2 separate regions of the Anas platyrhynchos genome follow, and region 1 is linked to region 2. A link is a contact called in public Hi-C data. All regions are on one chromosome and are shown on one strand. Each heading gives the region's core, a stretch centred on a gene start, on an enhancer-like site or on the middle of the called end of the contact. The rest is flanking DNA. Distances are from core to core; before and after follow the strand shown.

Region 1 (5,890 bases), core at 467-2,966, 120 kb before region 2:
AAATCAACAAAAACAATATTGTAAAATGACTTGCAGAACATGAAAAAAAATACCAATAGTAAAAACAAACCTTACTGCAAAGAATAGGTTATCCCTAGCATTAGACCATTGTTTTAAAACAAAAACCCAAAACAAATAGCTAAAAATGTGAAATGATGACAAAAGGCTGAAGATTTGCTCATTTGCAAAGCACATTAACAGTTTAAATATACTGAAGTATATTCAAACATTATATGTGGTAACAAGAAACAGCACAAAATACAAATGCCTTGAGCAGGCACTTCAGCATAGTAGAATTAAGAAAAAGACAGCTGAATTTCAAAATGAAATAAGAATGGCACTTTAAATTATATGCATATTACCATTCACACAAATTACAGATTGCACAGCTGATATACATTACCTGTCCAAAGGATCCTTTGCCTATTAAGGAGTCAATTTCATAACGATCCATCCACTTCTCCCCATTTTTTACAATATAGTCATAGTTATCATCATCATAGCCATCGTTGTAAACTTTTCGCTCCTTTTTGTGACTGGAATCATCTCCTTGGCCCTGTTGATGCCGCCGTTTTTTTTTTGCATAGTAAACCTAAACATGAAAAGTATATTGCTTACTCAGTTACCTTTGAAAATACAGAGCTATATCAAGCCAGCTCTATTTCAAAAATGTTAGTGATTTGTATTGTGGATCCTTCAAATAAACAACTTCAAAAATGATATTACTCAAGATGGAGGGGGGAGCAACAAGGGAGTGGGGGCAATAGGCTAGATTCTCTCTCTCCTTTACTGTCCTACATGTAACAGAAACAAACTTTTTTTGGGGACACAATGTAACAGGTATAGAAATACTTCTGTACTTTGCAGTCATTTTAAGCTCTAATAAAATAATGTACAATTTCTTTAATTTACGGTCAAATGAGCAGTTCACTCTGCAAGAAAGAATCCAAAACAATGGCAGCAGAAGATGCAGTACAATTCACAGAAAATGTACTTAATAACATAATTCAAACAACAAATTCATATCAATACACAAAACAAAGATAGCTGGAGCCATTACCTCATTAATATGCTTGTATGTTTTAATCAAATCTACGGAGAGTTTCCTCAAAGGAGCAGTAGCTGGATCACGGAAAGTTTGGGGCATTCGCCTCTGTAATATGATAATATTAGATACATTAGAAATAAGCATCAACTTCAATTATATTTAATAACTTCAACAAATTGAGATAATCTACACAGAAATGAGCTTTTTCATTGTAACATCTTTTTTTATTTGAGCTGACAAAGAAAAGAAAAACAAATACAGGAATCAAAGAAAATAACATTTAGTGCAGTTACTTTTTAATACATTTATTCAACAATAAATAAATAAATCCCAAGATGCCTACCTCTTCTCAGTATACCTAACAGGCTTAATCCCTATAAACAGTCTTCTTTAGTTAAAAATACATCTCATTTGGTAACACAGAGTAGTAACATGCTGACATTCCTGCTTTACTCACGACTGATACATGGGCTGTAAGTGTATTTAATGTACAGCAGCATTCAAACCACAAGTGGAAGTTAACGAGTATGCCTTCTGGAGAACTGTGGCAATTTGCCACATTAAAACTACATTAAATTCCAAACCAAGAAACTCAGTTCTAGTATGCTTTGCAGTATCAAGGCAATGATATTGCCTTGATTATCAAGGCAATGATAATGATATTGCCTTGAGTATCAAGGCAATGATATTGCCTTGATTAGTCTAAAAAATTAAAATAAATCCAAAGAAATCTAAAGCACGCTCACCAACACCATACCTACCAAGTTTAAACAACACCCCTGAAAAGGTGTGTATGTTGCTCATTGGTGTTTCCTAACACTGACTACTTTTAAAACAAGAACATCTTCAACAGTAGTGTATTTTTGATATTGGCTTCCTAAAGAGATAGGACTTCTGTGTGAAACAGTTATTTGTGTGCCTCTTTTTTCCTTGCTAACACATCCCATGTAGCTTCTGTATCTACTAAACAATATCCATTCCTCCTTGGGATTTGTCTGAAATCTCTGAAAGATTAAGTTCCAAGTGTCAAGGTAGAGGCAGTTAGTGTCATCAGGGAAGAAAAATAAATAAATAAATAAATAAATAAATGAAAACTCTAAAGAAACCAAGCAATTTGGCTAAAGCTGGCTAACCTGTTCAACATACACTTACTTAACAGCACAATTGTGCCACTAGACAAGCTCCAGCAACCCCTCTGTCTCGCAGTGAGTGTCAGAAGGAGAGCTGGGACAGAGAGCAAGGGGTTTAGTCGGTGTGACTGGTCCCCTATAGCCTGCCTCTCTCTGTTCCTTCTCTTCCCAATGACAAGAAACCACACAGCAAGTTGGGTTACTCAGCTTGTTTCACATGTTAAGCTCTTTTCATACCCAGTGCTGAGGTCTAGCCGAATGCACACCATCACACTCAGCCATCCAGCTCTCATCTCACATCATCTCATCTCACACCAGCAAACATGCTTAGGCTCATAACTCTCTTCACTTCCAAGTGCTTAATCTCATCTGCTGCCTCCCATTACAGCTGAACTGATACTCAGCCTCCCGCAGAGCTGCGGAAAGAGCATAAGCTGTCAACAAAAATAATGAAACTGATTTATACATAAGTATTGCTGAAATAATAAAGGAACTGGAAAAGTACAACTGCTCCTCTGTCTTTTACAGTACTGCTTAATACTTCTGACTGTGGCTGTGCAAATAGCTTTTTTTATTTCTTTTTGCTCAAGAACCCAATAAATAAATAAAATATGTTGAAGTGACCCAGAAAGGTTTTCACAAACAGATATAATAAAGAGTCTGGGTATCTGAACCCAGGTACCCAGACAGTGCCACACTAGAAAGTTAAGATCGCGTCTTCTTCCTGTGGACAAGCAGATACAGAAATAACCTAAGAAAAACAAGAGAGAGAGCACAAGAGATTGAGAAGGAAGACCAATGAGCTCAAGAGCTAAAAAGAGCAAAAAAGCCAAGAGGCTGCCAGCAACCTGACTGCATCTGTGCAAGGCTGGGACTCCCAACAGCTACAGGCTCAGCGGAGCCTGAACTGCAGCTCACAGTCCTGATGTACACCACCCTAAATATGTCTACATACCGTTTCTGCATCCATGCAAGACTGCTGACTTCCAGGCTTTCTGATTAGAGACTTTCTCAGAGAAAATGTAATCCAGTTAAACCTTCCTCAGGGACTTTTGACCCAAGCCACGTACGTCCTAGATGTTTGCTCAAATCCATTCACTTCTGGATGTGCCCCCTACCATCACTTTCCTTTCAGCAGCTTTAAGAAATTAAGCCCTTAATTCATTTTGACTACAAGCCCGTGACCGTTCTGTATACATCAGGAAGGTCTGTTTTAAAATTTTCTAAACAAGCTATTTGACGTTTACGAAATATTTTTGTTCCTTCCTCTCATCTGTCAAACAGATGTTAATCATGAAACAAATCACACCTAAATACAATCATTTTTGGTTCTTTTGCACCACATCACTAAACACCTCAACAGCATCTAGTCCTAATCACAACCATCACTGCCACAGCCTTGTGAAATGCAGGAATTTCTCTTAAATTTCTGAACTTGATTGAAAGAAATTATTGGAACTTAGTAACATCCATAGATTTTGCTGGTAAAAGAAACCGGTGCACAAATACTTGCAGAGACCACTCTTCCACCTAAGCTGATACGACCATCACAGTCCCCAGTATGGCAGGTTAGAGATTTGAGGAAACAGCCTCAGGACAGAAGAACTCAGTAGTTCAGATCAACAATTCAGACATAGGATCACTCTACCTTGGAAAGGGAATTTGTACAAGAAATGTTCGTGTTTATCTTCTAATTTAGAAGTCAAATTTCCTTACTTAGGGAAAAAAAAATCTAATCTCAATGCTAGGGGGAAAAAATAATAATTTAATGCTGTTCCCTAATCACAAATAATTAAAACTCTGCAGGCTACCTCTTATGCTGTTCATAGCCAGGATCCTGACTGAAAACTGTTCTTTTAACTGTGCATTTAGACAATCATATATTTCTGAGGACTCACTTGACCCATATGAACTTTTTAACAGATATTAATTTGCTATTCTGGGTTCTTAAGAAAGTCTGGGTGAGAGAGGAGAGGGAGTTGACCTTTTCTTCCTGCCCTTGTTATACTGCAAAATTTTTAACATTCCCTTCTTCTTCCTCCAAGATTCTTCTTGAGATTCTTGCTCCGTTCTTTCCTGGTGATGTAGGATTATGGAACAAAGCTCTCATTATCCATTTTACACAGTAACACTCATAAATTCTTTATCATCGGGTAATAACAATTTCCCTCTTGGTTTTAAAGAACATTCAATGACAGAAAAAAAAAATAATCCTATTTTGCAAGCTCCAGTCTCTATCTGGTGGCCAGACAGCAACACTGCAGCCTCAGATCTTCCTGAAGATTGAACAAAATCAAAAGATATTTCAAGACTGAGAGACAAAAAACTACTTTAATTACAGTTACGTATGTCAGTAAATATCCACTGCATTCTGACTGGTCCACACTGATGCCTTCATAGCATTAGCACAGCTACCTGGAATGGCAGCATGATGAAAATTAAACTACAAGTAAGGAGCTGAAATTTGATTTTTCTTAATTGTTGAGAAGCAACTTGTAACTAGTCTAAATAAGGAAGAATCAAATAAACACACAAAAAAGGCAACTAAGAACCCCGTTTACGTGTATTCACACCACTTTTGAGATAAACCATGCTTTAAAATAAACCCTGGCTTTTAATTCAAGTGTGTTATTTTACCTATAATAGTCTTTGAGGTTTCCTGAATAAAGGAACAGACAACTTGCACTCTCTATGTATCATTTCTCTCTCTCTTTGGGTATATGCTTTGCTATCCAAAAACAGATGGCACTGCTTCTTGCAAAATGCATTTCATTTTGATTAAGGGGAATTATGAGCAGATATATATGTCCTGTTAATGGAATGCTCTAATTCATATATGAAACAAAACAAAACAACAAAAAAACCTAAGTTCGTATGGAGGGAGGGAAGGATTCTGGCTCTATACTGTACAAGTTTCATTTCACAAAAAGAAGAAATAATGAGACTTTATTCTATAAAGATTACAGTTGGAATTCTTGTTAGAAGTTATGACCTACATATTAAAGAACTGAACATGAACAGACCAGTCTCATCTCCTATGCCACTTGCTATTTAAAACTCTTCTTGCATCACAACAATATAAGATAGGAAGTCAACGCTAATCCCTTGTCATGGCAGACAGCCACATAATAGATGGTATCTCCAGAGGGTCAACAAAACAGATGTTTAATTGATATAACCACAAGCCACTGTAACACTTCTCCATAACACATAATATACATCAAACCAGATTTTTAGCAAAATGACTTAAGGCAAAAAAATAAAAATGCATGTGCCAGAGAACTAGAGATATCCAGGACTCTTCAAAGTGACTATACTCAGAACTATGTGCAGGTAGGGACAGAATTTCCATCACTGACTTGTTCTGTATTTCCCTCCTTTTCTGGCTTCCTTCCCTAAATAAATGCGTTAATGAGTGAAAGTAATAGTTAGCAGCAGACAAGCTATAAGTTAAATAACTACATAAAAATGGCAAGTAAAAAAGTTCATCTTCCAAGATTTTATACTGCCTGATTTGGCCCAAACATTTTCAAAAGAATAAAAAAGAGGGTGGTAGACAGAATTAGAGAAAGGGGGGGGGAAACAAGCAAACAAAAATGAAGTTCTTGTTGCCAGAACATAGAATTACTTCTAAACAAAAACCTGAGATAGAGGGAAAGTAAGGGAAATACTTTTACTGAAATGAAACGCATGCTCACATTCCTTACAGTCT
Region 2 (5,160 bases), core at 2,221-4,720:
AGTTGCTGCTATAGAAGTAGCTGTCCCTACAGTGTAAGTCCCTACCTTGAGGATCCTTCCCAGCTGAAGCTCCTCTTTATTTTCTGCTGTACATCCTGCACAAATGTGCACAGGTAATTTTTCAGTTTTGGCTACCTGATTATCTGTTCCCCCAAGAGCATTTTTGCACTTATGTATGGTGATTATTCACAAAATAATACTGTACTCTACTTTTGCTATCTTTAGCAATTAAATAGTAACGTACAGTGACAAATGGCTACTGTTAGTGTAGTCCCTATTTCTTGAGCATCTTCATATCTGTATTAAAACTTTTCATAAATAGAACTAAACCAGAAATAACTCTTTTATCTTTGGTTTCCATCACTCATTAACAGTCTTTGAATTCTGTCTCCACTTAGAATTCTTTATAGATCCGATACCAATTTTGTTTCTGAACAACGCGATATAATATTTAAAGACAGAGAATTTTTGAGAATTGTTTTCATAGGTTGCAGGTATGTTGTCTTCCGGTGTTTAATTTCATTTTCTGTAATGCCTTAGAACCTTCTGTTACATGTGGGCAGCATGGACAGGAGTCTTCCCTACCTCTTCCTCCTCCACTTTAGTCCATTTTAGCAGATGTCTGAACTTTGACATGCAGCCTCCTGGTCATCAGGCAGATTTTCTCAGTGACATGAGACTGAATCTGGAGGAATCCCAAAGATTAGAACCAGCCAGGGCTCTCGGGGAATGACCCAAGGTCTCAGGTGCTGGTGACTATGTTCTGTCTGGAGCACCTGGTTCAGCCCTGCCTTCCTGTATTACTTAGCCACAGAAAAATGTAGAGTATTGAAATAGCTCAGGGGAGTCCAGTGAAGTGATCATCTGAGAGCAGGAACTGTCTGCCCTGACCCTACTGTGACGGTGCAGGTTATGGGATTACTAAATGGAACTCTGTTTTTTTCCCCTTCCCTCAGAGTTTGAAGTGAACATTGTTGTCCTTCTGCACGATGATCATCTTATCACAGAGAACTTCCCTCTGAAGCTCTGCAGGATGTAAATAGCCAGAGGAAGATTCACTTAAGGATTTATTGAAAAAGGATGAAATTATTCAGAGACCAAGTAATACTTTATCTTTTTTTTTTTTTTTTTTTTTTAACTGAAAACTCCTTGAAGATAGTTCTTGGGCTTTCAGTCTATTGCTCTTCCTAAAGACTGTGCTCATTTTCCAACAGACTGTGTGGATGAATCTATCTAAAGGGCCTCGTCAAGTATCTTTCTGACTTCAACAGCCACCTCTTACCCCATTTTTGCCTGCGAAACTATGTAAGAATGATTTTTGGATATTTCTACAACTTGCAGAAATCTGTAATAAATTTCACTGCTTATTTCATAATGCAACACTTGTTCTAAAGTCTTTTAACAGCCTCTTAAACTTAGGCCTGTTCCATATAATGTATAGAGATGGTGGGGAAGGGTAGGGTAGGGTGATATAATACTGAATAATATATATCTTTGAAATTACAATAAATTGTACTACAACAACGCATAGTAGTGTCATGGGATGAATACTGCAAGATGACTGAAATAAGAGATATGAAATGAATAATATGAAGTAACACCAAATGTATTTTGGTCAAACTGGGCATGAGTTTGTATTGCAGGAATGCTTACAATAGAAGTTAGTGCTTTGCAGCTGACTTCTACCTCCACTGCACCGGATCTTCGCTGGATTAGAAAAACGTGGTCTTATTTCACCTTTGCTATATATGTAAAATATAGCACCAAGAAAGATCAGTCATAGGTTTTAGCTTAAGAACATGCTTATTCTTGGCATTTTACCATCTTTCCTCTTATTAGACTTAAAGATGTTTCAGCTTTAAAAAAGGAATGAGGTGAAAAAGGAATGACTTAGATGACAAACAGCATCACTGTGTTGTTGCAGACCCATCCCATTCAGAGGGCAGACTGTACCAAGTAAGGGAAAAACTCCATAAACTTCTGTGCTGTGGACCTTGTGCCTTTAGGATATGATTCCTCATGATGTAAGTTACCGTTCCAAGGGAGACAGGCGATTCAGTCTTTAAATAGGTAGGTTAATATTGTCACCTGATCAACATAGAACTGTAAACACCAGGAAAGGCATTTGTGAAGGTAAGATACAGTTTCACATTGAGAAAGACATTACAACATTTCTAATACTACATCTTAAAGGTACATGTAAACTGTCAAGGCCGGCACTAGATGGGAAAACCATTTCAGCAAGAATTAACCTTCCCAAGAACAGGTTGTGGATTTTGGTGTTCGTTAAAGTCAACAGAACAGCCACAATGTTCTTCTGTGATTTTTTCATAATTTTTTTGTGTGGAACAGAGGTAGGCTGAATATATAGAATTACATCAAGTTTGAGTGTCAAGATGACAACCTAAAAAGAATTAAGAAAACTGCCCAAAACAACTTCCTATAGCTTTATCTAGCAGCATTGCCAAGCATGAAAATGTAATTCTGGCTTAGGCCACGATTTGGTATCAGCTATACTTCAGGAAAACAATTAAGGTGTTACTTTAATGTCTTACAACAGTCTAATGTATATTAAAAAAAAAAAAAAAAAAAAAAAAAAAAAAAAACCAACAACCTCCCTGACTACTGTGCCCCACCCCCCATTTACTGGAAATAAACACTTGTGCAAGATCAAGAACCAGCACAGGATGATTACTGGAAAACAAGTTCCTGCTTCTAGTCTGCACGATGTTAAAGGAGTGCCACCTGCTGCTCACAGCTGAGGCAGCAGTAGCACTTCACACAGAGGTTACTTGAAAATGCACTGGTGTTTGATCCTGCCTCTGGCCATAGCATCTGCAGCAGCAGATCTCTTACCTACACCCTACTCAATCGCCTCTCTGCCTGCACCATGATGATCCCAGGGGCCTGGTGGGTCAGAAATCCAGCACGGACAGCTGAAAAATCCTGGTCTGGAGTGAGTGCTCCAATTGCTCCCTGAAACGCTCTTGGTCTTCCAGAAGCAGCTTTGACAGGAAGCCAAGGATTAATGTTACAGTATCTGTGCTAAGCTGCCTAGAAGTGGTCATTGCGGATTAGAAATTGGTATCAATGCGTGAGAGGAGTCCAGATTACTTCTAACGTAATTATGGAGCATTTCACAGACCTTTCATGTATAAAGAAAAAGGTCAACAGCATCCTGACACTGCAGCAATAATCATTTAGCACACAGTGTATATCCTTAAGTTGGGAATCCTAGGCAGAGCAAGGCTGTACCTTGTCCTAGTCTGGAAATGAAGTAGGCTTATCTACACATACTTACCATTAAAGAGTCTGAGACTTCTCATCTCCATAAAAACTTAGTCTTAAACGTCTTAGAGATAGATCGTGTTTCTTTTTTTTTTGTCTGCTCTAAGGCCTCCTTATTAAAGATGTGAATAAACCCCTTCTGCCTATCAGTAAAAATTCTTGTGGTTTCTGCGAGTCAGGGAAGAGAAAAAGGAGCACAGATTAAAAATCACCCCGCTTGCTTAGCAACCTGGGCTCTTATCGGTGCTGTGAGTATAGGGAAAAAATAAGACTGGCTGATAACAAGTGTGAACATACACAAATATCAATTCATTAACTCTGCATTAACACTAAGTGTTGCCTTACCCGTTTTCACAGCCAACTTACCCATTTTAAGTTATATTCTGTTTGGAAAACACCAAATAGTCGACCATGGCTTGTGGGACTGCTTTGCCACTGCTTAGCAGGTCAAGGATCCCTCTGCCCTGGAAAAGTGGCCTAAGGGGCAAGGACCTGGGCTGCTTCTGTGAACAACTGAAGAAGTCTAATGAATATATTTCCCCCCCACACTAGGAAAATAATGGAAGCTGAAAAGGATGCAAGTGGTGTAGTGCTGAGCAGCACAGTACCAAATTCTTTGGCTATACAGTGCCTTAGCCCTATAGCAAATAGTAGTTTACTCATCAGTAACTCATACCTAGCAAAAACATTAAAATAAAAGAACACCACGTGAGCTGCAGCAGCAATTTTATTTCTGATCCAAGTTCCAATTAGCATACTGACGTATCTCGAGATAGTTTAAAACTTCCTCTGTAGTATACATACTCCACTTGGGGAAACAAATGATCCATTAGACTTACCTAATCTCAAATAATCAGCTTAATACTGCTTGTACCCAAACAGTCATACTCACTGTATTTTCAGTGTTTACGCTACCAGTGTACACTATCTAGCCCTGGTCTTCTGGCCATCTGAAACAATTTTTTACAATGAAAAGGGGTACTTATTCTGGCAGGTTCCAACTTTTGAAGCAGTAAGGTAACTATTCTTTGAGCTGTTTGTATTGCATACCTCACACTGCTCGTAAACCACAATTCACACACAGAATACAAATGCACTCTATTGCTTCATCAAAAATAAAAAATGTTTAATTCCAGTTTAGACAGATCAGCTCAACTATGAGGGATATTTAAGACATTTTCACATTAAAAAATTGAGTCATATTATTCCAAATAAGTGATGTACAAACAGAAGGAATGACAAGAATAAACTTCTTGCTTCAAACTGTTGTAAGAAGTCATTATTTAAACAATCTGAATTATGAGTTGTAGATTTATGTGGAAAAAAGGAGTTGAAATTGTATGAACCGTATTCAAAATGATTACAAAAATCCTGATTTGAATCCTGCATTTAAGTTGTTATTGTTTATACTATGAAAAGGTAGTGGATTGGTTGTTCCAAGTTGTAGTCTGTCATTCAGCTCACCAATTTGTTTGATATTAGAATTTATTTTCAGTGTAGAATCAGCTCTGAAGGACTCCACACGCACTTTTTACAGGAATTGTTCATAGGCATAACCATCCTTTGAGAAAAGTAGATATGGTAGTTTTAACCCCTTAGCAAAAAAACCTACCAGCTTTGTGTGATTCTGGCCTCTGAACTACATCAGCTGCATGCATTCAGGCAGCAACCAGGAGAAGTGCTGGATTTTGGAGTATACTAACTTGATAGTGTAGGTGCTGTGGCAGTACCTGCATCTCGTGGCTTCCAGCCACGCGTTAAATACTGGACGAGAATGAGTTCTGCTGTCCTTTCCAGCAAAACCAGGGATCAGCCTCTTCCTAGGCATCACATTTCCATTCCTTGTCATAATGGTTATTTATCTGCAGCCAC

What was found. A called contact is a pair of places that touch in the nucleus more often than the background predicts.
Region 1: a contact with region 2 is called in a Hi-C map of subcutaneous adipose tissue, with 2.2 times the contacts expected there. The contact joins two enhancer-like sites. A contact is called at or near these places in 5 of 8 Hi-C or Micro-C datasets (F1 follicle, liver, skeletal muscle and 1 more).

Annotation. Positions count from the first base shown.
Region 1 is chr1:112,656,752-112,662,641 of IASCAAS_PekinDuck_T2T, reverse strand. It overlaps DYRK1A (dual specificity tyrosine phosphorylation regulated kinase 1A), which reads right to left. Exons shown (of 12, transcript XM_027449121.3): 4 at 1,061-1,153; 5 at 404-592. Among named protein-coding and RNA genes, the nearest start is that of DYRK1A, 74 kb to the right of the region's middle. Within about 2 kb of position 1,716, at least 2 of the 8 cell types and tissues checked have an H3K27ac peak or open chromatin away from gene starts, as enhancers often do. A contact at or near this core is called in F1 follicle and subcutaneous adipose tissue, where this site is marked.
Region 2 is chr1:112,540,456-112,545,615 of IASCAAS_PekinDuck_T2T, reverse strand. It overlaps TTC3 (tetratricopeptide repeat domain 3), which reads right to left. Exons shown (of 46, transcript XM_027449124.3): 46 at 4,394-5,160. VPS26C (VPS26 endosomal protein sorting factor C) reads left to right here. Exons shown (of 9, transcript XR_005260662.2): 8 at 957-1,101; 9 at 1,215-1,380. Among named protein-coding and RNA genes, the nearest start is that of VPS26C, 24 kb to the left of the region's middle. Within about 2 kb of position 3,470, at least 5 of the 8 cell types and tissues checked have an H3K27ac peak or open chromatin away from gene starts, as enhancers often do. A contact at or near this core is called in F1 follicle and subcutaneous adipose tissue, where this site is marked.